Linked DNA regions of Mus musculus: regions 1 and 3 are each linked to region 2. A link is a contact called in public HiChIP or PLAC-seq data. All regions are on one chromosome and are shown on one strand. Each heading gives the region's core, a stretch centred on a gene start, on an enhancer-like site or on the middle of the called end of the contact. The rest is flanking DNA. Distances are from core to core; before and after follow the strand shown. Region 1 overlaps Gm39486 (a long non-coding RNA gene). Region 2 overlaps Nploc4 (NPL4 homolog, ubiquitin recognition factor). Region 3 holds the start of P4hb (prolyl 4-hydroxylase, beta polypeptide).

The links. HiChIP or PLAC-seq counts read pairs in DNA pulled down with a chosen protein or histone mark.
Region 1: an H3K4me3 HiChIP or PLAC-seq map of bone marrow-derived macrophages shows a contact between it and region 2, with 2.9 times the contacts expected there. The contact joins two enhancer-like sites. A contact is called at or near these places in 4 of 115 datasets of contacts at active chromatin or transcription factors (astrocytes, bone marrow-derived macrophages, embryonic basal ganglia and 1 more) and 1 of 9 other capture datasets (adipose tissue).
Region 3: a contact with region 2 is called in an H3K4me3 HiChIP or PLAC-seq map of the 230-238 cell line, with 13 read pairs. The contact joins the promoter of P4hb here to the enhancer-like site in region 2. A contact is called at or near these places in 1 of 39 promoter capture datasets (cranial neural crest), 2 of 484 Hi-C or Micro-C datasets (epiblasts and nephron progenitors), 2 of 115 datasets of contacts at active chromatin or transcription factors (the 230-238 cell line and embryonic stem cells) and 3 of 9 other capture datasets (adipose tissue, embryonic stem cells and pancreatic islet).

The regions. Positions count from the first base shown.
Region 1 is chr11:120,157,420-120,161,240 of GRCm38.p6, forward strand. Gm39486 (a long non-coding RNA gene) reads right to left here. Exons shown (of 4, transcript XR_003949835.1): 3 at 2,133-2,212; 4 at 171-202. Among named protein-coding and RNA genes, the nearest start is that of Gm39486, 6.1 kb to the right of the region's middle. Within about 2 kb of position 2,547, at least 85 of the 459 cell types and tissues checked have an H3K27ac peak or open chromatin away from gene starts, as enhancers often do. A contact at or near this core is called in bone marrow-derived macrophages, where this site is marked.
Region 2 is chr11:120,403,197-120,406,878 of GRCm38.p6, forward strand. It overlaps Nploc4 (NPL4 homolog, ubiquitin recognition factor), which reads right to left. Exons shown (of 17, transcript NM_001195023.1): 12 at 1,010-1,170. Among named protein-coding and RNA genes, the nearest start is that of Faap100, 26 kb to the left of the region's middle. Within about 2 kb of position 1,830, at least 28 of the 459 cell types and tissues checked have an H3K27ac peak or open chromatin away from gene starts, as enhancers often do. A contact at or near this core is called in the 230-238 cell line and bone marrow-derived macrophages, where this site is marked.
Region 3 is chr11:120,571,647-120,575,205 of GRCm38.p6, forward strand. It overlaps P4hb (prolyl 4-hydroxylase, beta polypeptide), which reads right to left and starts at 1,607. Exons shown (of 11, transcript NM_011032.3): 1 at 1,011-1,607; 2 at 1-81. The coding sequence starts at 1,161.

The DNA of each region.
Region 1 (3,821 bases), core at 1,297-3,796, 250 kb before region 2:
ATCCTGTGGAATGACAATTAAAGATTTATTTATTTTATGTATATGAGTATGAGTACACTGTAGTTGTCTTCAGACACACACCAGAAGATGGCTTCGGATCCCATTACAGATGGTGGTGACCCACCATGTGGTTGCTGGGAATTGAACTCAGGACCTCTGGAAGAACAGTCCGTGCTCTTTACCACTGAACCATCTCTCCAACCTGAGGAACGACACTTAAAGTTGACCTCTGATCTCCACACATGTATGCCCACACACGCACACCCACATGCACTAAAATTAATTAATAAAATAAATAAATATAAAATAGAGCTGGGTAAATGTCTTAGCAGGTAAGAGAGTTTGTATCTAAAATGAGGACTCAAGATCAAATCCCCAGTATACATAAAAAGCTGAACACAGCTACACATGCCTTCATCTTGGGTGCCAACCCACATGACTGCACATGCGCCTCACAACCTCTGCACCTGTCACAGCATTCCTGGTCCTGTTAAGTCACCTGACCACCATGGTCATCCCTCCTGCCCCTTCATAGATTTCCTGTGCATTTACCCCCTCCCAACTTGGCTTCATCCTCAACTATCAAAGCCTTAACCCCAAAGCCAGTTGACAGAGGAGCCAAGTTCACAGCGGCCACACAATCTTCCAGAGAGACCCATGCAGAACAAGAGGCAAGCATTTGCAGGGAAAGAGCCAAGCATGAGGCCTGGGGCCTCAAAGACTGGGAGAGACCAGACCTTCCTGCCAGATTCTGAGGAGGATGTTGTCTTAGGACCATGGCTTCTCAGAAAGGAATGAGCCCACCAGTCCGGGCTCCTTCACTGAGCAGCACAAGAACACAGGGGCAAGATGATCCCCTCATAGAAAAAGCCACACAGTGGTGGTGCACACCTTTAACCCCAGTACTCAGGAGGTAGATGCACCTAGATTTCTATGAGTTCCAGGTCAGCCTGGTCTACAAAGCAAGTTCCAGAAAACCAGGGCTACACAGAGAAATCCTGTCTTAAAAAAACCAAGAAGAGGAAGAGGAAGAGGAGGGGGAGGAAGAAAAGGAGGAGAAAGAGGAAGAAGGGGAGGAGGAGGGAGGAAGGAAAAGAAGGAAGGAAGGGAGGGAGGAAGGAATGGGTCTTCTCAGGAGGAGAAAGACAGATGTTGTCTGCAGGGAACCCAATGAATGTGCCACTGACTAGAGGGAAGAGCATGAAGGCAGCCAGGTAGGACAGGTATGTTCTTATGACCAGGACCTGACCCAGTCAACCAGAAAGGCGGGGTGGTTTTTGTGAAGAGTTCTCAGCTATCTCTCCTCCTCTCTGCTGCCTGGAGAGCAGGGGAAATGTTTCAAGTTCTCACAGCCTTTGTGGAATCATCTGTGGCTTCACTGCCAATCAGGAACTCATGGCTAGTTCATCTTCAGAATCCATGACCACTCCCTGTGACACTGCCTCTCTGTCTGGGTTATCATTGCTATCATATACACTTGATCTTAGATAACTCCACAAAGGACCATCCACGTACTGTGGGTCATGCGAGCGACTCTCAGGGAGCAAGGAAGCTTCAGGGGGTGGAGCCTAACTAACGTAAGGAAGTTAGGTCATTGTGGGTCTGCCCTCAAAAGGGAAGAGCCCTTTGTCTCACAGCTTATCTCCTTGCTTCACTGTGTGAGGTTGAGTAGGTTTCCTCTACCAGGACCCCACCCCCACCACAATTGACTTTACCCCTTAGGGCCAAAGCAACAAAGCAAAGTGGCCATGGACTGATCCTTTGATGCCAGGAGCCAAAGATAACTCTCCTTCTAGGTTGATAACTCGCATGCGCTGCACAGCAGTGAGCACTGATAAGCCCAGACCCCTCTCCAGGGTCGCTTCTCTACAGTGTGGTCCTCACCTCACGGGGTCCCCTCTGCTTGCCACACAGAAGCCAGCATTATTTCCATCCATGCTGTCCCCTCACTAGGACCCTGCAGGTGTCCTGCACAGTACACAGTCCACCCCAAGCTGTCCCCAGCATCCTTCCTCCCTTAGCCCACCTCCACCTCAGTTGTGCTGGTGGGTCCTTCCTGAGGCTTAGGGAGGTGCTGGAGACCACATAGGCCACTGTGATCCCAAAGCTCCCATCCCTGTAGCAATCAATACCTGTGTCTGACCTGTGAGCTGAGCAGATTTCCCATAACTTCTGGCTGCTTCCGTGTGGAGTCTCGCACTGTGTCCCATGCCTTAGGAAGGAGAGTACAGACTGAACACACCTTCAACCACTCAGCCCTTCATCCCGCTGGCCTAGAGCAAAGCCTCGATAGGGCCTTAGGGACTGCTTTGTAGGTCTTCACGAGAAGTGGGAACTGGGCCCTTATACCCTCTCCTCTCATGGTCTTAAGGTGCAAGCCCTTGCTAGTCTCAGAGAGAGGGAGGTCACAGGGACACCTTGTCCCAGCAGACGCAGGAATTTTTCTAAGTGGGGCCTGAGCTTGAGTGGTCCACCCCCACCCCTGCCCAGAAGCCTGACAGTGTGACCTTTGCAAATGTCCCCAGCTCAGACAAAGGCTGCAGATTATAATCTTGGCCACCAGGAGGAAATGTCCCCTGAACCTTCCATTATTAGTCTGTAATTACTGGAAGCCATGGAGAATCCGACAAGGTGGAAAACCTGCTTTCATCTACATTTTTTTTTTCTCCTTTTCTTACAACTCCAGATGAGAGAAAGAGGCGGGCTTGGTCTCAGTGTATCGAGCCTTTCTGTCTGTACCTCCTACATCAGTGGGGCACGCACACACAGGCTGCCCCAGAGACCCTTGCCAACTTCTCCTGAGCAGGGGTGCCATCGCAGCCTCCCTCCCCGGAAATCCATATGCCATGTATCTTGTTTAGACAAAAGGCAGAGCCTCAGAGACGGAGGGACAGAGGGGACAGAGTATAAGCACACCCTCCTCCTGACACCCTCAGCAAGGGACAGGCCTGGCCCAGAAACACAGCCTCCAGCACAGGCTTCAGTCTTCCCACACTAGGACGGCAAGCTGGGGACGGCTGGGCCACCTTAGCTCAGCCTAGGACCTTGTGGAGTTACCAGGCCTGAGGTCCAGCCAGCCTGCACTCAGCTCTCCACACACCTACCCCAGGAACCCTGCGACCCAGGAATGCCAGGCCATCGCAAAACTCAGAACTGAGATGTCCTACTCTTCAAACTGCATCACAGGTGATGACTTGGGATAAGAGACAGAGGGACCACATTGGATTCACTCACCGCCATCCCCAGGAGTGCCAGGAGAGGGCTCCACCAAGGGCTCTGGCCATGCATGGAAGCAGAGATGCTGCATTGTAGAAGAGACAGGGTGCAGATGACCAGTAGCCTCCGTGCCTTGCCCAGGGATGGAATACCAATGACCAAAGCCTTTGATACCTTGCTCAGGGATGGGATACCAATGACCAAAGCCTTTGATACCTTGCTCAGGGATGGGATACCAATGACCAGTGTCCCCTAAGCCTTTCTCGGGGATGAGGTAGCAATGCCCTCCATGCCTTGCTCAGGGCTTCCAGAAGTATGGGCAGGCAGGGCCTGGGTCCTTCCTTTTCCCCCACCTCACCCCCAAGGCACCTAGGATGCAACCTAAGGGCTTTGCATGTGCTAGACACCTACTTTTACACTGAGCTATATTCCAGACCTCAAGAGACCCACTGTACTCAGTTTTGGCTTGTCCCATCAACAGACCAAAGAGCAGAGGGTTCTCCTGTCTCCTACAAAAGTGTGCCCCAGTCAGGACTCATCTAGAAAACATGAGTCCTATAGCTCCAGGGAAGGGATGACCTCCTGGTACAGGGTAACTGGACCCC
Region 2 (3,682 bases), core at 580-3,079:
AACTACTCAACAAAACAAAACAAACCAACAGGTGATAGGGCAGCAGGTAGGTAACAGAGCAGCAATGACACCCTTATCCTGTCAAGCTATAATGCACATTTTATCAATAGACTGTCCTGTGAAATTTGAGCTCACTGAGAACTGGCTTTGGAAGTGGGGTTGCCCCACCCCATTTCAGATCCAAGCACGTTTTCTCAAAGTGTTTTCTAAAGTTCTCCTATTTAGTGATGTGTTGCTTCCAACTCTGTGACAGGGAGAAGAAGCCAACAGAACAGGCCCAGAGTAAGACCTTGGGGGCAGGATGTCACTTCCAGATTACTGTATTCACCCATGATATAAAAGGCCTACAGTGGGAAAGAGATCAAAGTCCAGCAGTTGTGGAGAGAAAGCTCCATCGGCTTCTACAGATGTTGTAAACACCTGGGTTGATGTTATCTTTGTCTGTTGCTATTTGTTCTTTTACTTGGAAGCCTCGTAAGGAAATATTGCTCTGCCTGGGGAATTCTGATCGGAACTCCAGGTGACCACATCAAGCAGGCTTCTCACTCAAGTTTCTGCTGGATGCTTGTAAGCCTGTCTGATTTGATGATATTTCCTTCCTACCATTATTTGTTCTTTTTCTTGGAAGCCTCACAACAAAAAATTGGGTCCGTGTAGCAAGCAGAATTCTTAACAATGGCGCAAATACCTCATCTTTACAAAGGAGGCTGCACAGTGAGATCTGATGTAACATGTTCAAACCCAACATGTCTGGTTCCTTTTCTGTCTATACCCCACAATGCCATACGCACACACGCGCACACTCACACACGCACACGCGCGCACACACACACACACACACACACACACACCCATGAGTAACAAGCTTCAGAATGTGACAGATGCCTTGATCCACAGCTGAGCTTTAAAATACAATGGATGAGGTCACACTCCAAACTATTGCAAAACCACAAGAGGCAAAGAGACTCACATCACCCTACATATATGTAATATTCTTGTTCTGCTTTACCTTATAAAACACATCAGGAACATACTGCTCACTGCTGGACTCCTTAGCATAGCCAAGCTCAGGGGCATCCTTACAAGGTAGAAGACACTCATCTCGGACTAGTGCCATGCACTGATTGGATACCTGGTACCCTTCAAAGTGAACCTGGTTGTCAGGACCACCTGCAAAAAAAAAAAAAAACCTTTTAAGAGAAGCTACCAGAAACATTAAAAAAAAAAAAAAAAAAAAGAAAGAAACATAATTAGAAGCATTCCACATCACCCATCATCCAACACTAGTAAGCAAAGAGTCAAGAATATGCTGGGTAACCTGGAGGGTGGCCCTAGCCCTATCTGCAGAACTGTGTGTGTGTGCGTGTGTGTGTTAGAGCACACAGACTCAGACTCAGCTTGGACACAAAAGTGGGAGGACAGACACTGTTCCACATCCTGGCAGCTCTAGCCCCTCAGTGAAGGAGGTCAGGAGTAACCGCACATTCCTTTGCAGGCAGGAGGTTGGCAAGTACAGGTGTGGGGTAACAACAGACTCTATATGGGGCTGGGTTGCAGAGTTCTTGTCTAGCATAATGGAGCCCTAGATTCACTCTCCAGCATAAACCAGGCATAGTGGTAAATGCCCTTGGGAGATGAAGGCAGGAGGATCAGAAATTCAAGGTCATCCTCTACTACAGAGCAAGTTCAAAGTCAACTTAGGCTTCATGACAATGTCTCAAAAAAAAAAAAAAAAAAAAAAAAAAGAAGAAGAAAAGAAGGCTCAGCCACACAAGTCTGGAGACTGGCCTGAATTTGAGACCTACAACCCACACAAAAAAGAGGAACTGACTTCCATGTGTGCACCACAGTGCTCCCATGTGCCTCTCTACTCTCTCTCTCCAAATAACTGAAAAGAGAAAACTGATGCTAACAAGCAGATCAACCATGCAGCATCTCCAGATTACAGAAATCTATGTGGTCCGATCAAGTCAGTGCTCCAGTATCTCATACTGTGAGTGCCAGGACACTGCCCAGACCAATAGTAATGGGCACCCCAAGAGTACTCACAGCTCTCCACACTAAAGATACATACAAACCCTGAAGAGTATCCCTCTTTCCAAGCACCATCCATAAAGACCTAACATTAAGGGAGCTGGAGAGACAGGTTAGTAAGACACCTATTGCCTGCCTGAATTGGATCCCTAGAATCCACATGAAAAAAAGAATTGACTCCTGCAAATTGTCTTGGACCTCTGCATGCATTCTATAGGATACGTCATATGTGTGCCCACAAACAATGTCATATGTGTGCCCACAAACACAAAGGTAGACTGTAACAAAATTACATATTTGTAATATTGTAATTTATAATAAAATATGATTTTTAAAAAAGAAAACATTAAAGACAAAGATAATATAAATGGCTATTTCAGAGTCACCCAGCCAGTTACACTGGACCCTGAAATTAAGGGGGTGAGGACGTAACGGGTATAACTTAAGTAAGTAGGTGTAATCCCAGAATCAGGACTACACAAGGAAAACGCCAATGCTCATTGTTCTTTTAGAGCTCTAAAGACTTTTAAAAAACCTACCATTATTTCAGTTTGCTAAAGTTACAAATCAGGACAGATATTCAGTCAATCTGGTTTTCAAATACATATCTGACCCAGACCCCAGAAACACAATAAAAAAAGTGTAGAAGACAAAGGTAAAAGTTGGCCCCTAAGCCATTCATCTTCATACACAGAAGGCCAGCTGCAGCTGGTGACCAAGCCCTCAGAGAAAACAGTTGCCACTGTCCTGTTCAGAGCTTTGCCCGTTATCTGTCGTCTTCAGCAGACCACAGTTCCGGCCATGAGCACATTCAGGTTTAGCTGTGCAGCTTATCTGGTAACACACAGAACATGGCACCATACCTGAGCTCTGTGGCTCAGAGTACAGAGCAGAGACCAAAGCTGGAGACATGCAGGCAAGCATGGGTGCACAACTGCTTACTGCTTCCTCTGGGCACTACAAACCAGGAATGGGTTCAGATCAGTCATTTAAGTGTGACAGGTCATTAGGAAAAGAAAACCTTGTGAGAAGAGAGTGGTAAGTAGTACCTATAAATACAACATTGGTTTTTTGTTTGTTTGTTTGTTTGTTTGTTTTTTAAAAAAGGCATCAGAAACCAGGCTTGGTGATATATGTTTCTAATTCCAGTACTTGTAAAGTGGAAAAAAGAGGATGGGGAGTTTAAGGCTGGCCTGGATGACACGAGATCCTTACCTCTCCACCATATCCCCACCCCCACCCCCCATGGCTCAGTATATCCAGCAAGTTTGAAGCCCTGAGTTCAATCCCAAACATCACAAAGAAGGGATGGGGGAGTAATATTGGTCCACACAGGTAGTCTCTGAAAGTAGCTTGAGCTACACACATTCCTTTGCCAAGTGGAGAAGAAACATGCACAAACCCACATGGTTTACTTATCTTTCAGGAAACTTCATAAAGGCTAAATAAGACATTGAGGAGTCTGGGCAAGTTAACTTTCATTTCCTATGCAAAGCACCTGCTAGAAATGCCACATGCAAAATGGAGCACGTGCTGGAAAGTAGCAGTGACATAAAGAACCAAGCTCTTGCAAACCTGGGGGCTCCAGAAAGTCATTTACAACCCAAGAGCCAAGCAGGTAACCACTGAGGAAGACATATGGCATTCT
Region 3 (3,559 bases), core at 357-2,856, 170 kb after region 2:
CAGAGCCTTCTGCCTTCAGTTTTGCGGCAGCTTTGGCATACTCGGGAGCCAGAGCTTTGCAGTGGCCACACCACGGGGCATCTGTAAAAGAAACCAGGACATTGGAAGGTAGTCCTCTATCCAGGTCTATTTCTTCCCTTTGTACTTCCTTTCATAAAAACCTTATCAGCATACCAAGATAACCCCTCTTAATGCAGTCAAGAGACTGCACTGATAGCTGGTGCTCTTGGGCAATATGAGGACAGAGGCCACGAGTGACAAACCAACCCCAATCCCTACTTTGCCCTGTGACCACCAGCACTGTAAAATCATCCTTGACTTGTAACTTCGTACTGCCCCCAGCAATCAGGGTCAGTGTATACCTGGGGTTTACCACTCAGAATCTAGGAAAAGTTAAAAGGTTGCTGGGCCAGCACTATATGTAGCAAGTACGTGTCCAGATGCCTATCCAAAGCTGTTCTTTCTACTATGGGAATGTGACAATCTGTCAAGGCAACCTGGCAGCTGTGTTGGAGCTCACACACTTGTAAGCAGAAGTAAAGGCTTAGATCTGGCTTGCTTCCCGGTATACGGCAAGTTACAGGTAGGGTGGGCATAGTAAAGAGCGTTTGATCTACTCTATCGGAACTGCTAACTGCTCACACAGCCCACTCTGTTTTTCCCAGCTAACAGAAGGTTCTGGCCATGTGGACGTCGTGCACAAAGATACCTTCTTGATTCTCAATCCCGCAGTCCCCCTCAATGAGCTCTGACTACAACGACTTCTACTTTGGGTAGGAAGGATGCTCTTGGGACAACTGGAAGCAGAGAAGCTTACAGTAGGTGCTACCCGCGAGGTGCAGCTCTGGACCGGCCAGTCCGTGTTCCGTGGGGCAAGCTGAGGGCTACGGGCCACCGTACTCAAGAGGGGCCGGCCGCGCAGGACAGTGCTGGGTGCCGCAGAGGGCGGCCCGGAGGAGTCCGTGGACAAGGGGCCCTTCCCCCCCCGCCCAGGCCCACGGCGCACTCACAGAACTCCACCAGCAGGTACTTGTGCGCCGCCAGCGCCTCCTCGAAGTTGCTCTTCTTCAACACCAGGACGTTGTCCTCCTCCTCCAGGGCGTCGGCGCCCACCCTAGCCGCCCAGGCCAGGGCTAGGCACAGCAAAGCACGGCTCAGCATGTCGGACGTCTGCAGCGGGCGGGGCAGTTGGGTTGGCGCCGCCGGGACAGCCAAGGCGACGAGAGCGCGCGTCGGTCCAGACCTCGCCTTTATAAATCCTGGGCCGGGGACGCGCCCACGCCTCCCCCTCGCTGCGCGCGTCAGCCGCCGTGCGCATGCGCCCCGCCGCGCCCTCCGATTGGCCAAGGAGCTGAGAGACCCGCCCTCGCCGTGCGGGGACTGGACACCCACTCAAGGCTGGGCCACCAAGTCGACAAAGACCCGGAGGCCTTTCGGTTCTTGCCTGGGATTGGCCACGGCGCGCGCGCGCGCGCACAAACCCAATGTCCCCCAGCGTCTGATTCGCTGGCGAAAGCCAACTTTCTCTTTCTGGACTTCTGACTGGCGACTTTTCCCACGCCTTCCACACGTCTGGAATGGCTGCGGCTTTCCGCTGCCCGGCCTCGTGGCTCCTGATTGGTGGAGAGATGCGCGTACCCAGCCCGATTCTCCGTCGAACGTGGCAGTGGGCGGAGTCCCGGACCCCTGGGCGGGGCTACGCTTGCGCCTCCGAAGCCCCTCGTGTTGCATTCTGACTGGACCGCGTTTCCGTACTGGCACCGCCCCCAAGTCTCCTCAAGGAAGCCAGGGACGCCACTTCCGGTGCGCGTGCGGCTCGTGCGGTCCCTGCCCAGGTCTTGGGTGACGGACCCTAGTTTCGGGGTCGGTGTTCTGTGCTTTTCTCGGCTGCGGTAGCTGCCAGGCGTGTCCCCACGCCGCGGGCACGTTTCTCGGGCGCCCCGTGGTCGTCCGAGGCTCCTGTCCACCATTCGGAATTCGGTGCCCGAGACCTCTGCGGAAGCTGCTGGGGAAGTGGAGAAAGCAGTCCGTGCCGTCCGCTTTATACTGACCACATGTTGAAATGGCTCTTGAGTTCGTTGGGCTGAATAATAAAAAGGTTTGGCTTCTGTGAATCAGCCTTTCCATTACGTACGAGAGTCACATTTTGTCTCGGTTGGACTTCCTTTTCCAGAATCATCTTCTACTTTGTGTCTCTATCCCTTAGTGACTTGGAACTCATTGTACACAGGCTGGCCTGGAACCCGAGGAAATACTTAAAAGATCTGCACCGGCCCACTGGGTGCTGTAGTTACAGCTGTGAGCAGTCCCTGTCCGTGTTCGGTCCATCTTTCTCTTTCTTTACTGCTCCCCGGCTGTCAACCGACCTGCTCTCCACGCCCAGCCCGGGAGCTCACTCCTAGAAGCATCTTCTTTTTTCACTTCCCACTACGAAAACTATCCTGATTGTCAAGGGTCATTAGAAAAGGCAAACACCCAAATATTAAGTATATAGATTGACTAGTACTACACTGCTCTCAGAAATGGATAAAAAACAAGAAATATGGCATATGGTTTTGTATTTTGATAGTTTTTTTTTTTTTAATTGTTTTTAGTTTTTCAAGACAGTGTTTTCCTGTATAGCCCTGGAACTCGATAGACACCAACCTGGCCTTGGACTCAGAGATCCATTTACCTCTGCCTCCTCAGAGTGCTGGCATCAAAGATGTGTGCCATCACTGCCTGGCAGTAGCTTCTTTAGCAACGTTGTCAATAAGGACATGCATGTATTACCTTTCCTACTAGAAACTCCTCTTATCTAGTGTGAGTTTCTTCCCTTGAAGACCAAGTCCTTTGTGCCCCAACCCATTCAGTGTAGGCAGAGAGGGAGTCAGATCCTGGTCGGAGCTCACTGGGAAACCTTCGAGTATATACGGGATGACTTTGCAGGCCTAGGAGAGCTATGAATGAATTTGCCCTGGAAGAGTACCTAATCTAGCAGCAGCTTGGCTAGGTGCTTGGTTTTTTCTCTGCCTATCTTTAGTGCCTGTACACATTCCTGACTTGGGTACAATAGAAATAGCTTCATATATGATGCTGCTATCTCCCAGTGATTTTTTTAGCTGCCTTGAGCTGTTCTAGAAACCATTATTTGGAACTAGAGACAAAAGAGCGGGCCACTGGTGGCACACCTTTAATCCCAGTATTCAGGAGGTAGAGGCAGTTGGATCTGTGTGTGGCCACCCTGGTCTACAAAGCAAGTTCTAGGACAGCCAGGGTTACACAGAAACCCTGTCTCAAAAAGTGAAAAAAGAGAAGAATGTTCGCTGGTATGGCAGTGTTCCCTTGTAATCCCAGTATTTGAGAGAGGCAGGTGGATTAGCTCTTTCTGTCTTGTTTTTGTGTCTCCCCTGTCCCCCTTCTTTAGCCCTATATATTTTTTTGAAACTCACTATGTAGACTAGCCTGGCCTCTCGAACTTTGAGCAATTGTACTGCCTCTGCCTCCTAAATGACTGGAATTACAGGTATAGTAAAATATACCAGGAGCTGAAGGACAACATGGGCTACTTGAGACCTTG